2 separate regions of the Sus scrofa genome follow, and region 1 is linked to region 2. A link is a contact called in public Hi-C data. All regions are on one chromosome and are shown on one strand. The core of a region is the stretch at or near the end of the contact, and the rest is flanking DNA. Distances in the headings are between cores, read along the strand shown. Region 1 has its middle 20 kb from the start of CISD2. Region 2 holds the start of MANBA (beta-mannosidase).

Region 1 (4,457 bases), core at 728-3,227, 110 kb after region 2:
CTATAAAACTATGCACTGTGTATCACAAATGGGCAAGAAAAAGGCAAACAAAAACATGGGGAAAATAATACAAAGACATAACCATAGAAGAGTAAATCCAAAATGAATAAAATTATGCTTAAACTCATTAGTAATCAGGGAAATACAAACAAAGCTCTAGAAGACTGTCACTTTATAACCCATTGTATTGCCACATATTAAGAAGAGCAATACCTATCACTGGTGGGAATTTTGGAGGAGGGAACCAAATAGTCTCATATGTTGGTAGTAATAAATATAGACTATTACAATCTTTTTCTAAAACAATTTGGTAACTTTTGGAGTAAAATATTCTTTATCACAGTAATTCTACAGAAATAAAAATCGATATAATTGTACACAAATATACATATATATATATATACACACACACATTTTTATTGCAACACTGATCTTAATGGAAAATACACATTAGAGCCCTGTTGGTTGATTCAGTGTATTTTTTTTTTTTTTTCTTTTTAGGACCACACCTGCAGCATATGGAAGTTCCTGGGCTAAGGGTTGAATTGGAGCTACAGCTGCTGGCCTGGCCACAGCCACAGCAACACCAGATCTGAGCCACATCTGTGACCTACACCATCACATCATTGAGACAAACCTGGGTCCTTAACCCATTAAGCGAGGCCAGGGATGGAACATGAATCCTCATGGACACAGTCTGGTTCTTAATCTGCTGAGCCACAACAGTAACTCCCTGATTCAGCATTTCTATGCAGTAGGGAAAAAAGCAAGATGCAGTATGGCATGTTTAATCCCCTCTTTTCATATATATATATATATATATATATATAATGCATTCTTATTTTGGGCACTGTGTATATATATATGTATGTACGTATGTATGTATAAATGTCGACTTTATGAACCTGAGAAAAAATGGGATGATACATCATAATGAGAGTGACATCATTTGTCTGGAGAGGGTAAGTAAAGATGGGAATTTGGGTAGGAGGGAGAAGACAGAGTAAAGAGTAAACAAACAAAAAAATACTACATTCCATGTATGATATTCCATTTCAAATTATATAAATTAAACATGTATATACACAATAAGAAAGTTTAAAACATTAATTGGATTTGATATCATGAAGGTCATTGATGACCTTACCCAGAGCAGTTATAGTTAACTGGAAGCAAATAATAAAGTAACATTCTTATTAGAGCAGTTTGAATTACAAATAAATAGTAAGACAGTTGACTACTATAAACTGAAACTTTATACAATAATACTAATAAAAAAGTAAAATATAATAAACAATGATGAGCAAAAGAGGGGATAAAGAAAGTCATTATATGTTATATACATGAGCCTCTGCGTACTGGCTCATGGGTTGCTTATTTCTTCACAGCAGACTGAGAACCATTAGCTCAAAAGCCCACTGGCACCAAACCAAAAGTTTACCCATCCACTTGTTTTAAACATAGTCCAAACAATGGAGGTTCCCTTGTGGCACAGTGGGTTATGGATCCAGCACTGCCACAGCTGCAGCTTGGGTTCAATCCCTGGCCCAAGAACTTCCACATGCTATGGGTGCAGCCAAACAAACAAACAAAAACAAGAAACAATAAGCATAATCCACACAAACAGATTTTTAGCCATTTAGAGCTTGCCTGCTTTACCTACTCTGTGAAACCGTCCAAAATCTGTTTGCCACAGATAAAATAAGCCTTGGGCTATAAAGACTTTAAGCAGCTGTTGTGCTTTGTAATTCTCTAACCCAGAGACTCCTGCCATGCTGCTAAATGACATCATACATAAGCACCCTAGACATAAAACCCCCATCTGATGCCCTCCCCCAGTACCCTTGTCCTCCTCCCTTTTGGGATGGTGGCCCCATGCCTTAAGCTCAAGCTTAAGGTTCGTCTCATGCTGCTAGGTCTTTTCCCAACATACAAACCCGTCAAAGTAACACTAAAATAAAGCTTGTGTGTGCTACTGCCACCTCATGGCCATATCTTTCTTCAATCAGCCCCAAAATGCTCAAACTCACCCCCCTCCCCTCACACTGCATAATAACAAAAGTAAAAATTCACCAGGAAGATATACCAATTCTAAAACTGCAAATCCATAATATATCCTCAAAATAAATAAAGCCAAATTTGATAGAATTACAAAGGGTAAATGACAAATCCACAAATACAGTGTGAGATTTTAACATCATTTTCAGTAACTGACTCAATGGACATAAAATTTGTAAGGCTATATAGATTACATAGAACTATAATCAACAATTAAAGAATCCCTATTTTTTTCTAGCACATTTGAAATATTTATAAAAATTGACCAAATCTTAGGCCTAAAGGTATCAAACCTTTAAAATGATATATAGACTACAAAGCACTACTATTAGAAATCAAAAACAAAAGGTTATCCAAAAGAGATCTTTAAATTTTAGAAGTTAAAAACATACTTCCAAATAATCAATGGAACCAAGAAGTAAATATAATAAAAATTAAAACATTTAAAAATGGATGAAGATGAAAAGATTACAGATCAATAGATATGTAATAGCTGAAGCAGTACTTGGAAATTTACCAGAAGAAATTTGCATTCATGGGAAGGACAACAGCCTACATTTAGAAAAAAAAAGATTTTAGGGGGTCCAGTAGTCTGGGATAGGTTTAAAATAAAGGGCAAATTATTGCATGTCCCATTCCCACCATGAAGGAAATACAATGCCTCACAGGCCTCTATGGGTTTTGGAGGCAGCATATTCTATAGTTGGGAATACTGTTCTGACACATACACTGAGTGACACAGAGGCTGCCAGCTCCTACAGGAGCTTGAAACAGGAAAACACTCTGTAGCAGGTTCAGGCTACAGCACAAGCAGCCCTATCATTTGGGCCATACAGTCCAGCAACTCTCCTATATTGGAAATGTCGGCAGTGAGAAAAATTACCATGTTGAGTTTACGGCAAATCACAATATGAAAATTACAACATAGCCCTATGACATTCTCTAGCAAGGCCATTGCTGTCTGCTGATATTATATACCATATAATCATATGGAATAATTATATACTTTAATATGTTCATGCATGCTACTGGATCCACCTAACAATGGACATTAAGTGACCATGTGGCTAGAACTTCCTATCATGAGCTTGGCTCTCTTAGATCTGCTAAGGCATAAAGACAAGCTGGCCTAGTAGCAATCCATCGTAAGATGGAAGTAGCACATCAAGGATTGGGCACGAAAAGGACTACAGGGCACAAGTATAAGCAAGTGGCCCAGGACCCCACATCATCAACAACTGTTACATATTTTCTATCCATCAACTTGCAATTATGATTGTGTAGGCATTCCCAAGTTGGTTAAGGAGGTCCACTGAAAGGTCATCTCAAGATGTGAATGCAGGCCAAAAATGGTTGGTGGCTTACTTAGCTCTGGAAAAGACAGCAATAAGAAAAAATTCTCCCAGTAGCCATAACTGTGGACTCCTTACCTTGTCATTCATTTTGCATGGAAAGGTAAGTAGCCCAAGGTAAGAATATATTCAGAATCATGGTCAAATGGCTTGGTTGGTAGGTCAGAGGTTGGAAGGAGAAAGTTTGGAAGACTGGAGACAAAGACATCTGGGAAGAAGCAGAGGGAAGGACCTATGGGAACAGACAAAAAATACAAAGATTTTATACCACACGTTAACTCCCACAGAAGTTAATTACCAAAACCAAGTAGATGAAGTGATTCAGCCAGCTGATGTGAGCCAACCTCTTCCATTGGTCGCTTTAGTACTGGCACAATGGATGCATAATAACAGGGATGGAGGCCATGCAGAGGCCCAAAGAGCCGAAATTCCCACTTAACAAAGCTGATCTAGTCATGCTGCTGCTGAATGTTCAACCTGCCAGCAACAAAAAACAACACTGATGCCTCAATATGGCACCATCCTTCAAGGAGACCATATAGTCACACACTGGCAAATTGAATACATCAGATTCCTTCCATACAGGAAGGAGAACAATTAATCTTGACCAGAATCAGTGCTCATTCTGAGTATGGGTTTGTCTTTCCTTCTCACATGATCTCAACTGGCAATTGTTTGCTCCACCGATGTGGAATCCTGCACATCACTGCACTGGATTAAGGAAAACTCTTAATAGCACAGCAGTTGGAGCAGTGAACGTGTAACAATGTGATTCACTGATCCCATCATAAATCATAAAATCAAAACAACCAGAAGCTGATAGTGATGAAAAAGCCTTTAGTAGCCCTTCAAGGATACTAGGGTGAGTCACAAGCATACAGTCTAGATCAGTGATAATACAATCCCCTATCTCCAGCAGAAAAAGAATCAATGGTGGAAGAATCAGTGCACATTTACCATCAGTTCCAGTGATCTTGGGAATTTCTGCTTATCTCTACACTTCAACTCTGTTACAAAATGGAAGCAACGAAGAATGTGTTTGATATT
Region 2 (4,445 bases), core at 631-3,130:
ATTTCCCACTGCTTTAATTCACTCAGGAAAATGAGGGAAGGAGAGACCATGTAAAATAAACACATGCATTTTCAAAGTATGTGTAAGTGAAGTCTTACTAAGGTCTATGTCATCAGTAATTTGTTAATTAAAACCAGTTCAAGTACTTCAGTTTAATAATCACTCAAAAAAAAAAAACTGGGCCATGGGCAGTGTAATTGACATTTGCTTCCTTTCTGACATACATTCCTGGAAAAAAAAAAAAAAAAACTAATGGTACCAGATCAGAAATTTTGTATAACCCTGACTGACTGTCATGGTGTCATTTAAGTAAACCTTGAATTATATTCTTGACAGTCAACAGCAGTGCTTCAAAAACACAGGATTATTCAAACCACCAAGGTTAAGTGTAGTACAGTACAGAAGGTTTCAGAGTCAAACCAGGCTGGCTTAGAATTCCATTTCTGCCACTTAGAACTTTTCTGGGCTCCATAACGCCACATCATCCATAAAATGCAGCTAAGACCTACTCCACAGAGCTGTTATAAGGATTGGGATGATGCATGCAAAATTACTTATCAAGCACACTTTGTCCAGGCAAAGCCGTAACAGATGCGCAACAGATTTAAAAAAAAAAAAGTGCAACATCTGGAACCAAAAAACAGTGGAAGGTGGCAGTCTGTTTGCAAACCTCTGCCCACAGGCAGCCAAACAGGAAAACAACCTCAACAAGAAGAACATAAACTGAAGAATGTTGGGACACACACATCATACCACATGCCCTGAGAGGAAACAGCATCTTTCTCCACATCTCAACCAGCCTTAAAAATTACTTAGCCTTGGGAGTTCCCGTTGGGGTGCAGCGGAAACGAATCCGACTAGGAACCATGAGGTTGCGGGTTCGATCCCTGGCCTTGCTGTTAGATGTGGTGTGGGTCGCAGACGCTGCTCGGATCCTGCGTCGCTGTGGCTGTGGTGTAGGCCTGCAGTTGTGGCTCCGATTGGACCCCTGGCCTGGGAACCTCCACGTGCCGCGGGTGAGGCCCTAACAAGCTAAATAAATAAATTACTTAGCCTTTACTTTAGCACTGACGACCCTAACCTTACACTTGTAGGTCTCATTTTTCCTCAACCTACGTGCCACTGCGTCAATTCCAAATCTGTCTCCCTGGCGTCTAACAGCAAAAGTGAAAAACTGAGACGTTGCTGAATATAGTCCCCTGCAGTGTTCAGGTAGTTGAAACAATAATCCCCCGCCTTAGGCTTTGTCGGTATAGCCTTTCTATCCGCCCTTCAGCAGATAACTATGGCAATAACACCCTGGTTAGAGCTGTTTACCCGGGCTAAACCTCCGCTTTCCTGAGTTACTGCTGTACAGACAGGTTAGTTTCTAATCAGCCCGGACCCCAGCTGTGCTCTTCAACTGTAGATACACTTGCCTCTTCGGCGTTTCCCCCTGCAAACCACACGATGCAAACGGGAAGTTAGTGCCAAACCGAGGAGAAGAGTCCCGTACTCAGGACTGCCAGGCCATTTCTGGGCCCTTCTCAGCACTAAGGGGGACGCGAGCGCAGGCTCCCAACCAGGCGACGCAGATAGTACCTGGATGAGCCTCCGCTGAAACAGGGCGCTATGCACGCAACCGGGAACCTTCCCGGGCAGCTCCAGGGAGCCGTTCCCGCTGCGGATCCTCCAGCTTCCCCGCAAACTGAGGGTGAGCGCTGCGGCAGCGGGGCCCGCACTGCACAGTGCCAGCAGCAGGAGCAGGCGGAGGCACATGCCAGTGGCTGGCACCGCAGACACCCGCAGGGCAAGAACCCCCGCGCGGTCGAGGGCTGCGGAAGCCACGGTGCCTTCAGAAGGGCCCAGCTTCGAGGTCTCCCCGCCCTCGGCCCCGGCCACGCCCCCGGCTCTCGGCCCCGCCTCCAGGTCAGCTGAGCTGTGGGGACCGAAGCTGCTCCCCTGGATCCTCTGGCTAGTGGAGGATGCGGAAATCGCGCAGACTGGCGAGGCCGAGCATCGCGGGGGCCAGAGCCGCTGCCATCGTGCGCAGCTCCGGACTCGGACCGCTGCAGTCTGCGCCCTCAACACTGATTCCACCTGCTCTGGGGTCTGAATGGGAAGCGAGAACCGTACACGGTAATTGAGACACACAAATCTCAGGGCGCAAAGTGGCACACAGCTTTGGGGAGCTCAGAGACAGTGGTGTGCAGAGACTACAGGTAGAGAGGCTCCTCACTGCTTCAGAGGACCCAAAACCAAGACACTCCACCACTTTTCTCTCAAATTTCCCCAGACTCCCATCTGTGCTGCAGGGATCTGCCTGGCAAAGGTAACGCCCAAATCAAATCCTTCAGCTCCACGGGTTGGTCTCAGAGCAGAGGCTGTCCTTCAAAGAGTAAACGACTAGAGTTCTCTTGTGGCGCAGCGGTAAAGGATCCGGCATTGTCATTGCAGCAGCTTGGGCCGCTGCTTGGGTCACTGCTGTGGCCTGGGTTCGATCCCTGGCCCGGGAGCATACACATGCCGCAGGCTTGGCCAAACAAAAACAAAGTGTAAACAATTACTGGAGTTCCCTGGTGGCCTAGTGGTTAAGGGTCCAATGTTGTCATTCTTGCGACCTGATGTTACAGGTTTGATCCCTGGCCCGGGAACTAGCTTCTACATGCCAAAGGTGTAGCAGGAAAAAAAAGTAAGCAATTATTAAAAGTACCTAATTTGCACGGTTTTGGTGAAGGCTGAGAAAATTCATGTATAGCATGCAACATAGGGCCCAGCCCAGAGAAAGCACAGCATGCTTGCCTCATGTTAGTGGACTACAACCTCCTGATTTATAAAGCTCCATAGAAGAGGTTCCTGAGGTTCCAGAAACCTGTACTTAATGCACAGGCAAATTTAAAATCCCACTCTGGCGATATGGGATCCTTGGCCTCCTGGGAGCGCTGGGTCGCAGGTTCCATTTCTGGCCAAGCAGGCACAGGAGACGGTGTTGCCACAGCTGTGGCTTAGGTTGAAACTACGGCTGGGATCTGATACCTGGCCGGGGAACTCCATATGCCCCAGGCCAGCCAAAAATAGGTGGAAGAAAAAAAAATCCTCTGCCAATCACTAACTGTGGGACTTAGGCAAGCCACAAAATCTCTTACACCTCCATTCCCTGAACTCAAAAATAGAGACAGTACTCTTTTTTCTTTTTGTTATAAGCATAAAATTAATTAACACACTTGGGTGTTTCCTAATAATGCCAAGGTACCCAAGAAACACCACACATTTTTTTCAAGTCTCCTAGTGGCACTTGAGTGCCATTTTTGCCTTAAGATGTAACTGTGATTTGGGAAGTTAAGAGGGAATTTCATACTGCATAAAATAGACCTATTTCTTTGTTGATGTTATTTGCCTTATTTCCATGTTTGAATGGAAATCTGTGGAGTAGCTCTCATCTCAACAAATCCAAGCCTTGCTTTGCCTTGTAAATGCCTGAAATTGCCTGAATCTGTAGACACAGGACAATATTTTACCTTCACGGAGTCAGCATTTTTCACAAGCCTAGCATGTTGGTTCTAAATTTAGATTATCCAGCCCAAGCCTCCGGCTTTACACCTGAGGGGTCAGGTGACTTGACTGTCATACAGTAGCAGACAGTACCCAAACTCTCCTTGCCTGGCTCTTAGTCTCCTTGCAGCAGAGCCCACTGATATTAAGGGGGAAAGACTCTGGCTATCTCAGAGGCTTCCTCACTCTATAAGCATTTATTTATGCATTTATTTATTTATTTAAGGGCCGCACCCATGGCATATGGAGGTTCCCAGGCTAGGGGTCGAATTGGAGCTGTTGCCGCAGGCCTACGCCAGAGCCACAGCAACGCCAGATCCTCAACCCACTGAGCAAGGCCAGGGATCGAACCCGAAACCTCATGGTTCTAGTTGGATTCATTTTCACTGTGCCATGATGGGAACTCTGAGCATTTATTCTTTTGATAGGAATGGAGCTCTCGATTCACATAATATTCCCTAATTCATGGCACTAAATGGCCTGCCCTTGTCTGTTCAAAACTGTTAACAAGACTTATAGCGGCAAGAGTGACAAGGAGGTTGCAGGTTCGATCCCTGACCTTGCTCAGTGGGTTAAGGATCCAGCATTGCCGTGAGCTGTGGTGTGGGTTGCAGATGCGGCTCAGATCTGGCATGGCTGTGTTTGTGGCGCAGGCCGGAGGCTACAGCTCTGATTAGACCCCTAGCCTGAGAACCTCCATATGCTGTGAGAGCGGCTCAAGAAAAGGGAAAAAGACAAAAAAAAAAAAAAAAAAAAAAAAAAGAAATATTTTAAGGAACCTTTTTTTTTTTTTTTTTTTCTCTTTTTTGGCCACCCCATAACATATGGAGTTCCCAGGCCAGGGATCAGATCTAAACCACAGTTGTGGCCTGTGCTGCAGCTACAGCAATGCTTTAACCCACCTGGCCAACTGG

The links. Hi-C and Micro-C count contacts between places; a contact is called where the count stands out from the background.
Region 1: a Hi-C map of retroperitoneal adipose tissue shows a contact between it and region 2, with 2.3 times the contacts expected there. The contact joins the enhancer-like site here to the promoter of MANBA in region 2. A contact is called at or near these places in 3 of 5 promoter capture datasets (fetal liver and liver), 10 of 47 Hi-C or Micro-C datasets (alveolar macrophages, blood, embryonic fibroblasts and 6 more) and 1 of 2 datasets of contacts at active chromatin or transcription factors (alveolar macrophages).

What each region holds. Positions count from the first base shown.
Region 1 is chr8:118,142,686-118,147,142 of Sscrofa11.1, reverse strand. No RefSeq gene overlaps it. Among named protein-coding and RNA genes, the nearest start is that of CISD2, 20 kb to the left of the region's middle. Within about 2 kb of position 1,977, at least 7 of the 83 cell types and tissues checked have an H3K27ac peak or open chromatin away from gene starts, as enhancers often do. A contact at or near this core is called in alveolar macrophages, omental adipose tissue and retroperitoneal adipose tissue, where this site is marked.
Region 2 is chr8:118,248,557-118,253,001 of Sscrofa11.1, reverse strand. It overlaps MANBA (beta-mannosidase), which reads right to left and starts at 1,880. Exons shown (of 18, transcript XM_003129294.6): 1 at 1,582-1,880. The coding sequence starts at 1,758.